Regions from separate parts of the Zea mays genome. Here regions 1 and 2 are each linked to region 3. The links are chromatin contacts, called in public Hi-C maps. All regions are on one chromosome and are shown on one strand. Each heading gives the region's core, a stretch centred on a gene start, on an enhancer-like site or on the middle of the called end of the contact. The rest is flanking DNA. Distances are from core to core; before and after follow the strand shown.

Evidence for each region. A called contact is a pair of places that touch in the nucleus more often than the background predicts.
Region 1: a Hi-C map of endosperm shows a contact between it and region 3, with 4 times the contacts expected there. The contact joins the promoter of LOC100280268 here to the promoter of LOC100194170 in region 3. A contact is called at or near these places in 8 of 25 Hi-C or Micro-C datasets (bundle sheath, ear, endosperm and 3 more).
Region 2: a contact with region 3 is called in a Hi-C map of ear, with 2.7 times the contacts expected there. The contact joins the promoter of LOC100286049 here to the promoter of LOC100194170 in region 3. A contact is called at or near these places in 4 of 25 Hi-C or Micro-C datasets (bundle sheath, ear, endosperm and 1 more).

What each region holds. Positions count from the first base shown.
Region 1 is chr4:173,207,417-173,211,586 of Zm-B73-REFERENCE-NAM-5.0, forward strand. It overlaps LOC100280268 (SEC1-family transport protein SLY1), which reads right to left and starts at 1,710. Exons shown (of 2, transcript NM_001153196.1): 1 at 1,575-1,710; 2 at 1-1,476. The coding sequence starts at 1,608.
Region 2 is chr4:173,903,672-173,907,468 of Zm-B73-REFERENCE-NAM-5.0, forward strand. LOC100286049 (zinc finger C-x8-C-x5-C-x3-H type family protein) reads right to left here and starts at 2,067. Exons shown (of 3, transcript NM_001158937.2): 1 at 1,704-2,067; 2 at 1,143-1,253; 3 at 1-1,024. The coding sequence starts at 1,802.
Region 3 is chr4:173,621,558-173,625,426 of Zm-B73-REFERENCE-NAM-5.0, forward strand. It overlaps LOC100194170, which reads right to left and starts at 1,385. Exons shown (of 10, transcript NM_001367048.1): 1 at 981-1,385; 2 at 652-760; 3 at 518-557; 4 at 147-223; 5 at 1-28. The coding sequence starts at 1,293.

The sequences.
Region 1 (4,170 bases), core at 460-2,959, 410 kb before region 3:
CTGTCACTGCGCTAATGGACTGCCCATACAGCTTCTCTGCCCAATCAACAATGTTGCTCCTCGTTGCACTGCTTGACGACGAGGCACTAAACTGCGTGTTCAGCGATTTGATCCTCTTCACATACTGAAACGCTGACATGTCCACTTCTGACTCACGCAGCGCCGCCTCGACCTGCTCTAGCTCTGGCGTCTCGAAACAGAGGAGGTAGGTCACAGCCAGACGAAGCTTGTCCGCCTTGGTGCCCTTCCCTCGGAGAAGGCCCAGTAGCGTGCTCCTGTCCACGGTGCCCTTCGTGAGCATGTCGTTCCCGCAGTCACAGTATCCATCCAGCGATCTCTCCTTGATGTGCCCAAGCAACGCTGTCGCGATATTCGTGTGCTTGTCGATCATCTTCTTGCGTTCTGTGAGCTCCGGGAGCGAGTTAACGGCATTCATCAGGTGCTGGGTGTTGCCAATGAGGTCTGTGCCATCGAACTCGATGCCATCCTTGTTGCCACCGGTGCGCTGGTTCACCTCGTCCACATCCTGCTTGTACTTGGCGAGCTGCGACTCGATCTCCTCAGCCACCCTGGGGAACGGCGACCAGCTGTTTGCTACCCAGAAGGCATCGGAATCATCGAGATCGTAGGCCTTGGCCGGGCCAGACTTGTCCGCGGGCATCTTGAGCTTGTTGAGCTTGAGGCCGAGGACGTCATGGACCAAGGGGCGGTAGCTCCAATCGTGCTGTATTCCCACAGAGAGGTCCAAATTCCTGTCGAAGAGGCAGAGCACGGGGCGCTGGAAGGAGGCAACGGAGGCTGAGGCTGAGGCCTCGGTGAAGAGGTTAGGCTTGGCGAGGAGGTGATGCCGGAGGCGGGCGTCAAGGGCGGCGGCGACCATCTCGGCGGGGCCACCGCGGGGGCACCTGATGACGGGCACGGTGCCGAGCGTGGCCGCCGCGCAGAAGAGGCCGAGCGCGATCGCGTCGACGAGGGCCTCAATGTCGGCGTCGGCCGCTTTGGGGTCGTTGAGCGCGACGTAGGAGCGCGGGTGGGCGAGGGAGAAGAGGTTGTCCTCGAGAGAGACGAAGTCGAGGTACTGGTCGGCGAGGCGGGCGACGCGGTGGGCAGAGCCGGAGGCTGCGGTGGCGGCGGCCAGGCGGTCGAGGAGCGGGCGCGGGAGGGCGGAGGAGAAGTTGAGGTGGAAGGATGCGTAGAGCGAGGCGGCGGCATCTGCAGCGACGCGGTCGGCATTGGCTTGCGTGGGGCGGAGGAAGTACACGGCGGGGGCGTCGGCGACCTGCTGGCGGGGCTTGTCGATGGGAAAGTAGAGGGTGACCCCGTGCTTGCGGAGGTCGGCGACGCGGAGCAGCGGCGAGAGCAGCGAGAGGCAGAAGCTGTCCAGTACCAGGATCTTGTACACCTCCTCTTCTTGCTCCGCAGCCGTGCCGGGCGGCGGCGGTGGCTTGTTGAGGTGCAGCATCCGCACAATCAGATCTGGGAGCGATCCAATCAAAAACTTAGCAAGGAAGAGCGGGCAGGAGGGGAACACCCGGGAGCCAAGGCGAAGGTGGATTCGGGACGGCGAGGCTTACCAAGCTGCCTCTGGCGGAGGCTGAGCGCCGCCATGGAGGAGGGGTGCGATCTGACGCGGTACGGAATGGGGAGGCGAAGGGAACGAAGACGAGACCCTTGATTCTGATTTCTCCTGCTTGTGCAGTTGTGCTCAACGCTAGGCATGGTCAACAGGGTCGGAAAGGAGGCACAACAAATTCATATATTTTCATTTTAACCGTTTGCGTGATTTCAGTTTTCAGTAGAGATTTTAAACAGAGAAAACATTTGATGTGTTTGGTTCTCTATTTTATTCTATTTTAGTTCCTGTGTTGATGTTGGCGCCAATCTGGACGGCGCCAATCACTAGGTGGTGTACCGCCTGGCGGTGCCCTCTGCGGCAGCGCAGACAGTCCGCGGCTCTAGGTCGGACGGTCCGCGACCTGGGCGCAGGAGCGGTGCCTTCCCTGTGTCACACCGGACGGTCCGCGGTTCTAGGCCGGACGGTCCGCGACCTGGCGATAGGGTCATCTTGCTCCTTCTTGCTGGAATCTAGATCTCGTTCCCTGGGAAGAAGAGATCTTAGGGTGCTCCGGGTCGACAGGTCACCCGGGGCGTCCCCAGACGATGTGGAGTCGCCTAGGAATTAAGAGATCAATTCGATGAAGAGACCTTGGGTGGACAACTAGATCTTGCCCCCCAGGAGGGGTGAGATCCTAGGGTCGTCTTGGGGTCGGCAGGCCACCCAAGACGGATCTAGACGACGTAGAGATATGCGGAAGGCTACAACTAGAGCTACGCTACATCTACTCCTAGGACAGGAAAGGTAAATAAAGTAATTGGTTCGATTGGAATATGTTCGGGGGTTCTCAATCGGCCGTACCCCTTTATATTTATAGGGGAGGAGGTCTGAACCTGTTCCTAAGAGATAGCCAACAACTCCCACGTGATTAGAAGGATAACCACGCACGAGATAAGGATAAACACCCGAGTTAATCTAATCTCGGGACACACGGACTGTCCACTCATTTTGGTGTTCAACATATGCCCCCCTGCCTTTTGGTGGAGCTTGGCGAACCAAAAGCACCAGCGAAAACTTCGGAAACAATTGACCTCATGAGCTACTTTGTTCCCGAAGTAAGGACTCAGCTCGATGCAAGTCATCGGCTCTTACGATCAGATAATATAAATACTTGATGCAACTTTAATGCACAGAGGTCGTTTCGGATTGCATCCTCTTCGGCCATGTCTACCTGATCAACCTGTCAATAGGCAAAAACTTGTGGTGCCCCCCAACCCAAATAAGCAAACGAATTGGGCCAGTAATACGGATTCATCGTCGTACCACCCCACGCATGAGTAGGATAACACATCAACGATGGATAGACCAGGAAGCACCATGCTATCCCTGGAGAAGGATGACAAGGCGATCTTGGTTGTGCTACCTTTTGGGTCGGTTTAGTCGGCTTTTGCTTTCGCACATATCGCCCTTTTAACTTCGTTTGTTTTATTGGCCGGTTGTGTGGAACAACCTTCTTCATATATTTGGCAAGCAACTGATCAAAAGTAGGGCCGACTCTACTGAGTCGTCCAAACGTCTTAGTAGTATTTTGTTTCCTAACACTTGTTTTGGAACGTTGTGGTCCGATGGTCTGAGGTTGCTACTTCTGACCGTCTGCGGACTGTCCGACCATTATAGCCGGACCGTTCGCTCCTGTCTCGGACTATTCGGCCTTAGTACCCGGATCGTCCGGCGTACGCAGGACAGGTGATCGTGATCGGGTGTCTGATCGTGCTTGCCCCCCGATGTCTCCGGTCTTTCTTTTGTCCGGAGCCTTCCGAGTAACCATTCTGCGTGACATATTTGGTGTGCGGGGATCACCAATGACGATATTTTTATCTTTGCTTTTATCGGCCGCACAGGGTCAAATTATGACCTTTTTGCTCGTCGGCTCTAATGAGGTGAAAAGGACAGGTGGCCTGTCAATTTTCACCTCTTTTTGAAACCTCAACCGGCCTTCGTTTATAGCCGATTGTATTTGCCGTCGGAAGACGACACAATCATTGGTGTTATGGAGAAAGGAGCCATGCCATTTGCAATAAACGCGCCCTTTTAATTGTTCAACCGGAGGAATTACATGTGACAATTTAATGTTACCATGTTTAAGCAACTCATCAAATATTTTATCACACTTAGTAATATTAAATGTGAACTTAACTTTTTCCTTTTCTGTCGAGTGCGAGTGAGAGCGAACAGAAGGTTTGGCCTTAGTGGGCCAAACAAGCTCAGGGACATGTGACTTTTTTGGTTCTTGGGGCTTGGGTGGCCGGTTATATTTATGCCGGCCTTCCACACTAGGCGGATCACAGGTGACTTCTGGTGCTCCGGACGGTTCGACCTGCGTAGTCGGACAGTCTGCGAGTGGATCGGACGGTCCGGTACTATCCCCGGACTGTCCGGTCACGTTAGGCAACACCTGTGACCCTTGTGGTGGGCTCTGTGTAACTCTGGACTATCCGGCGTAGGGTGCCGGACAGTCTGACGGAGGGCCGGACGGTCCGCGATTGTGTGCGGACGGTCCGACCGTGCTCAGAGTTGACTCACCATTTAGCGAAGATGGTGGTGACAGTCGTCCT
Region 2 (3,797 bases), core at 817-3,316, 280 kb after region 3:
CCAATCTACCCTTTAGCCTTTCATGAAGCCTCCCTCGAAGATCTGAGGATTTTGGTGGCGACAATCTGGCTCTAGACCCTCTATCCCACTCCTCTGACCGTGACCCAAGACTGTCAAACGCTGTCTCCCCAGGTAGTCTTATTCTATCATGCAGTCGAGACCGTGAGAGGCCATCCTGCTGTTCACCTCGCGGACGATGTTGGTCATTGCGCTCATCCTCAAGATGTGTATCATGCCTGCCCAGGGCTTCAGCCGACCTTGAATTATTATTGGACTTTCTTTGCTTCAGTAGCCTATGGCGCAGATCCGAACTGCCGGCAGCCACAGAGGGGATATGCTCTCTCTGGGGAATCCTTTTCTCTGACGAAGACCTCTCTGCTGAATTTCTGTATGACCTTTCTGGTTCATAGCCACCATGTGTTTGCCTCGTCATCCCTCCAGCACCATTAAAACCGGCAGTTACACAAGAACCGGCGGATGGTTCTCTCGCAAATTCGCCAGCCTCCATACCATTGTCGGTTAAGCCATCTCGGGCTGAAGGCTGAGGCTGGTAACGCTTTGGTGCACCGGGCTGTGCATAAGAACTACTGTGATTCTGATAAACTACTCTTGATGGGTTTTCGGTCCTACTCGTCAGATTTTCCTTGTGATGAAGCGGTTTACCATCATGATAAGTGCTGGCCTTTGGCTTGTCAACTACGGCTACTGCAGGAGCACTCAAGTTGGGTTTTGTCCACGAGTTGTTCAACGGTGGATGGAGATTAGGCTGCAAGGCAGGGGTGGTGAAGACCTTGGCCGGAGGCTGTGGAGCAGGGTTTCCAGCAGACCGGGGCGCATGCAGAAAGGCACACCTGTCCCCTTTCGTGCACATGCCCTTCTGAAAGTAATAGCATGGAACACCCTGCTTGGCAGTGGCAGGAACAGATCCCTGGGGCTGAGCTGGAACAGAAGCTGAAGCTTGATGGGGTACAGACTGTTGAGCTGGACGTGGAGTCGTTGGTGCTCCGGCCATGTTGTCTAATGGCTGGGGGAAAAAAGAAGATAGAAGCAGAGTGAAGCATCGTCATGCTTGTGTTACGTAATAAGCAATCATGGCATTTGTGTTTGCATTGAAGAGAGCGGAGGATGGACGGAGGACGCACCGGGTGCCTAAAGGAGCATTTAGGATTTGCGCAGTTGCCATGGAACCAATACCAGCAGTCCCTGGGATTCATCCTCGCAGCATCGCTATGACGGTACTCGCATTCACTTCCCTGCATGCAAGACAACATGTGAGTGATGCAGGTATGTAAGCGAGGTGAGTCCAACTCAAGCTCAACTAACAAGTACTACTAGGGTAGGCTAGGAGTTACAAAAATTGAAGTGTCTGCCATGGCTATGGATCTGGAAATGATGCAGGTGGCGATGGCAGCGGAGCGTTGAAAGGAACTACGTACGCATGCGATGCCTGCGACGAACTGCTTAAAGAGATCTATAGCATGAGATTCCGAAAGGAACAAGGAAAGTAAGGTGGGGATCCAGATCGAAGGCTAGGGTATGCTAGGTGGCGAACATGGCATGCATCTGGTCCTGGAGGAGGAGGCGAAGAGAGATGCTGTGGCGCATCTTCTATAATTCAAGGGAGCGAGCAACATGTTATCGCAGAAGAATTAAGAGAAGATAGAAGGGGCTAGGCCTGGGGAAGTAGCAGGAGTAGGTGGTACCTTTTTGCAGGTCAACGGGGAGGCGAGGAAGTAGATGCAGTCGGTGCTCCGGCGGCGGCGCGCCTCCTCCTCGTCGGGTCGCGCGGCGGCTGAATCCATAGCTGAAGATTAAGGGTTGGAGGCAGGCGAAGTCTATAAGAGGGGATCGATTGTTTCGGGTGAGAAGGATGGATCTGCTGCAGCTTTTTGGGTTGGTTGTGGTTGCGGTCGCGAGCTCTCAGATCAGCTTCCTGAACGAACCCCCAGCTCAAGGCAAGGGGGTGGGAGGAGGGAGGGGAGGGGATCCCAATCTGCCAAGCCAGCCCTGCACCGGCTGCTACTCTCTCACTCTAGTCTCTGCTCAACAGTGCCGTGTCGTCTTGTGTGGTCTGGTTGATGCCTGATTCAGTGACACTTTGGACTAATAAATAACTTTCGTTATGATGGGATATGTGTTGGATATACGTCGATAATAAAGATTCAATCTCTTATTCAAACTTTCATAGATTATGGTCCATGAAACATTCAGAGTACTAATAGATCATAAGTGTTGACAATCCATCAGTAAATTGCATCGTCACCGTAGTAGATCATAGATGACGGCCCCGCCAATATTGTCGGGGGAGGGTGAAAGTCTACTTGAAGGCATGTTCAGTTGCAAGGGGATTAAATCTCCTATTTAAATTTTGACTACAAAGGAATTTAATCTCCTCCAATCATCTTCATTTCCCCCTAACCAAGCCCTGAGGGGATTGGACCCTTGTGGCTTTGGTGCGACGGCGGTGATATCACGGCGCCGAGTTTTGACAGCCTGCCTGGAGGCCAAATCAGCTATACCTTCTGAAGATGACGGCCACAACGAAAAAGGCCTCCTAGAAGTCGAGATCCTTGTCAGCGTTAGTCACCCTATCTAGTTCCAAGCCTCACCTTGACCTACGCAAGGTCAAGATGCCCCCATGGGGCACCCTCGACCTAGCGATCTGGGCGCGGAATGTCGGAGGAGTGTAGTGTGTTGCCCGAGGGCATCTTGTGCAACGACAATGAAATTAGCGATGTCAGATCAACACTATTGCTTGGCCTCCGGACCCACGATTGGGCCTAGGGGTTGTAGAGTAGCGTTTGGGCAATTGTTGGGGCTACCTAAAGTCAAGGGGACGACGATCGTCGTGGAGTAAGCAGGACAGACCTACCCTTGCTACTGAAGAGGCAACTCAATGCTTCCCCTTTTAGCTTGGCATTGGGCCACCGGAGTTCTGGGCATTAGAGGCGCCCAACTGTTGTGAAGGCATGTCATGGGGACGTTGTCATGCATGGATGGTGCTCCCCCAACTAGGGGTAGTGCTCCTGCTCCATCAGGGCAAAGGTAGAAGAGATGGGACCACCAAAGCAGACTGATGGATGCGGGAGTGCAAACTTGGCGAGGATGTTGATCGTGGTTGTGAGATGCGATGTCGGAGTGGTTACCGTGGTCATCGCTAATAGACTCAGACTCACGGTTGGCCATGGAGATGCTACATCAACATGCCAAATGTGGTCCCTATCTGGCACACCAGTTGTCGTCATCTAACCGTTAGGGATACAAGAAAGTACCCCCACCCCGTTTAGGTTCTACAAGGGTTTAGCGTTGTTGCGATATCAACACTGGTGACCGGTTGGGCCCTATCCGGATAATTCAAGAGAGAACACGTTGAACACGTGGACACCGCAAGGGAAACAACAGATGTAGAGGGGTTTGTGTTGCCGGAGCGTAATACCCTACGTCCTCTTTTGGGTGGTTTTTATTGCTGGGAAATGACTAGGTGTCGAGCACGAAGATGATTATGAGAGTGTGAGAGCAGGAAAGTCAAAGTGTGAAATCGTGAAAAAGGAGTCCAAAAGGAAGTACTTGTAGCAGGGGCACCCTCTCCCTTCTATATCCCAAGGGAGATGAGGTTACAGCTGATAAGTGGGGGCCAGACTAGCAGGCTGACCCAATCTATTTTAATGGACATCTTGTAGACATTAGTCTGTAGTCTTGTCAAAATGTTGTCTGCACATCATGGATGACCCAGTACATGGCAGGTAATGGCGCATGTCATCCATGCCACCACAGTGCTACACTAGTGCCATGCCTAG
Region 3 (3,869 bases), core at 135-2,634:
GGTGACAGCAGAAACAATCAGATAATGCCTGGAAGACAGTTTTTTAGAAGATAAGGTGTCAGCATGAAAAGGCAGTGGAGAAAGACTAGTAACAGCAGAAACAGCTACCATCCCATCTGAAGACATTTGACATAAATGGCACTTACTTGTGCTCCGATTCATCTTGCATAAATGCATGTAATGCTTCAACAGCCAAGGAGAAAGACAGGAACAATAGAAACAGCTGTCTACATAAAGAACCATAGGGTGGTGGTCAAAATGTTAGCACAAAGCAAAAGGACAGAAAGGGTTAAAAGTGTAATACAAACAGGGTGTTTTTTTCCGGCAAGTTGTAGGGAGTAGGGACATTACACGTGATAACCAAGCAAAGATGTAAACCATGGATGAATTTCAGCTCTATCATCAAACAAATGTTTAACATAAACTTGAAAGATGGGCTTGTACATTATTAATCTGGGAGAACTCTGTACAAATGTATGCACACGTATCCATAAGATGGAAGGTTTTGGAAGCTTACAGCATTTGTAAAGGCAGCCAGAACCTCCAATCGCTTGTACCTGAAAGAAAGCAGACAACAATAAGTGAGTGTGAATTAGTGCACAGACGAACAGAAATAGAGCCTGAAAGGCGGGAGGGAATGAGGAGACTGGCCCATAGGTGTAGAGGTTATCAGGCTTGGTTCGGGATGCAGCCATAGCAAACAATGAGAAAGTTAACAAGCCGCATCCAAAGGTGAGATGGAAAGCATCTGAAACTAAGCCTGCAAAACAAAGGGCACCTGTAAGCACTGCTCTGAATTCCTCTTCCATCCAGCAGCATAAATGAAACAGATAGACCGAGTAGTAGATGTAGGATGCAATAATAGTTTATAGGATGCAGTATCAGCATGCAGAAGTGCTTGGAATGAATCGATTGACGAAGCCCTAGGATCAATTAACTATGTCGTAATCTGAGTCATGGAGCCCTTGTTGATGCAATACCTACGCGTCCGGTGAAGAGGCCGATGGCGAACTCGGTGGCAGAGTAGGCAACGTTGAGGGCGAGGAGGAGGGCGAGGCGGCGCATGGGGCGGCTGGCCGTGGCGAGGCGGAGTAGCTTCCTGCTGGGCTTGGGCCCCTCGTAGACTGGGGGAAGGGGAAGGGGGGCGGGCATGGAGATGGAGGAGTCGGACCGAGCGAGGCGCGGCGTGGTGGCGTTGGAGGAGAGTTGGCGGGAGAAGGCAAGACGACGGTCCCCACTGCCGACGACGCCGTAGTTGGCGTTCCATGCCGCCTTCGCCGTGGGGGTGTCCATGTCGCCGCCGAGGATCTGCTGCTGCTGCTGCTATCGGGGGATCGAGGGTAGCGGTCAAAGCACACCGTGCCTGTGCTGACTGGTGAGACGAGGATGAGGATTGTGGCCGTTGGATCTTGACGAAGAGGGATGGGAATTGGGATCATTGTCACTTGACTCGCGTTTGGTTTGGAGATCTAGAATCAGGGTTAAGAAATATTTATTAAAAATAATGAATAAGAAGGTCATCCCTAAAAATAAGGATATAGTCAGCCTAGAATTGATCACATTCCATCCCTCGCTGACACCAATCCAATTTCCTATATTACAAACCCGGTAAGAAACGAGGTGTCCACGTCGGCGTAAATTTTTCAGGCCGTTAGATTCGTAATCAAGCGTCATACAGTCTCTTGGATTTTCTTGTAAAAAATCCCATCTCTCTATGCCTCTGGATGCTTCGGCGGCACTCTCCCTCGCGTTAGCTCGCTTTGACCCCGCGCGGAGCTTCTCCTCGGCGTCGTCGCCTACTCCGTCGCCGCTTCCTCTTCACGCCGAGCGCTACAGGTTTGTTCCGACCTCGCTCCCTCTGCCATTGCAACCGCGCTGGATTTTATACGGTTCGGCATCATTACGCCTTTCAGCTTTTGGCTGCGTTCTTGGTTCTAGGGTTCGTATCCTCTGCCTGCTAGATCTTTGCTCAGCTTCATGTTTGTACTGGCGGATGTGTGACAGCGAATCGTATTCATAGAAATCCTCTCGAAATCTATCCTAACCTCGCCCCTAAAACCATAGCTAGGATGGTGCGCCGTTCTGCACGACGTTCCCAGTTGTGAACTCCGATTCTTCTGCTCCGGTCGCCGCTCACCTTTGCTGGACGGAGTTCCAGTGCGGGCGCATATCACCGATGGCCGCTGATCCTCCTTGCGCTCGCTGAGCTGCCAGATGATACCGGCGATGAAACTGAACCCGTCGTTCTGTAATATGGGTTCCCTCCTCGCTGAGCTGCCAGATGATACTCCTGCCTTCTACGGTGCTGAGCTATAAAAAAATGACTTCAATGTCAGCTTCTATACAAGCGTTGGGTTCATAGGAAACTCCAGCTGGAACTTATTAACTCTTATTTATTCTAAATCAATTTGTAGGTCTCTAACTCTGTCTGGTAATCATTAACCCTGTCTGCTAATTATATGTTCAATTGTGGCTGTCAGTCTTTTCCAGCAAGGGGTCTTATTTATTCTAAATCAATTTGTAGGTCTCTAACTCTGTCTGCTAATCATTAACCCTGTCTGCTAATTATATGTTCAATTGTGGTTGTCAGTCTTTTCCAACAAGGGGTAAAAAGTAGGCTCCCCTCCTGAAAGGCACACATGAGTATGCCTATAGCATGCTGTTGGGTTTAGATTCTTGATCAGTTCAAACATGGGGGAATCCTGTGTTTATTCTTGTTTTTTTTATATCAGTTCAAACAGAGAGCCACGAACATGTTTGAATGCCTTCATTTGACAGATGAACCAATATTCTAATATTGGTTGCTGAACATGGGGGACATGATTTAGGCTGGTGGCGCCTTGTCATGCCCTGATGTTTGTTGTATTGCCCATGAGTCACAGACAAAGCATCCTTTCTTATTACCCTTTGGAGGTTTCAGCTCAGTGATTTTAGGTCAGCAAAGCGACTGTCAGCCTCAAGTCCCACCCAACCGTGCAAGTGACGGATGAGGATGTCTTGCACTACATCCATGTAGTGTTCATTATCTGTTGTAACATATAAAAGCTTTTAGCTGAACCTAAAATAGGATAAAAACAAATTATTGGTTAACTGCACATGTAGTGTTCATGCTGCCTTCCCCTATGCACCAATGCTTTTATCGATTTGGTTCATAAACGTCTTTTATGCGTCGACAAACAAAGGGTTGCTCCTAAATGCTGCACTTATATTGTCTTTGATACTAAATGTGGTACTACCATGAGCTAATTTCGCCTGTACTCACAAAAAAAGCTTTATCTCCTTGTGCTTGTGTGTTTCCTCTGCTTCGCAACCACCTAAATTAGTTGTTTGTTTATGTCAGTACAAGGGAATCAACATTGGGTTCTAGGTTTATACCAGCGCTCTAAATTGTTTCTTTGATTTTTTTCCCTATATGTACAAATGGCATTGATCATCTTTTGGGTTTCATCATTCCAGAAACCCCTTTCTTATGGTTTAATTTTTTTATATGGGGATTTACAGTTTAGAGTTTAATCCCTTTCTTATGTAGTGCAATTTTCAGATGCGGAAGCAGGTCTTCCTACAGCCCCTGCTTCAAAATAGCTTGCTTTATATTTTGTAGAATTCGTCAATATAATTGGAGTATAAGCATTATGTTTACATTAAAAGAATATGAGTGTTATCATTATGTTTTCCAGATGGGGTTAACATTGTACTTGCCAATTGTTTTTATCAGGAATCTTGTCCTTTCTTGGTGATACCGGTACGCGCAAGAATTATCATCCACCCACCATCTATCTAAGGAGGTAATTGCATTTTGCCTTCCCTACAAATTTGCGTACAAATCAATTTGTTACATATGAGAATGATGGTTCTTCTGCATTCATATA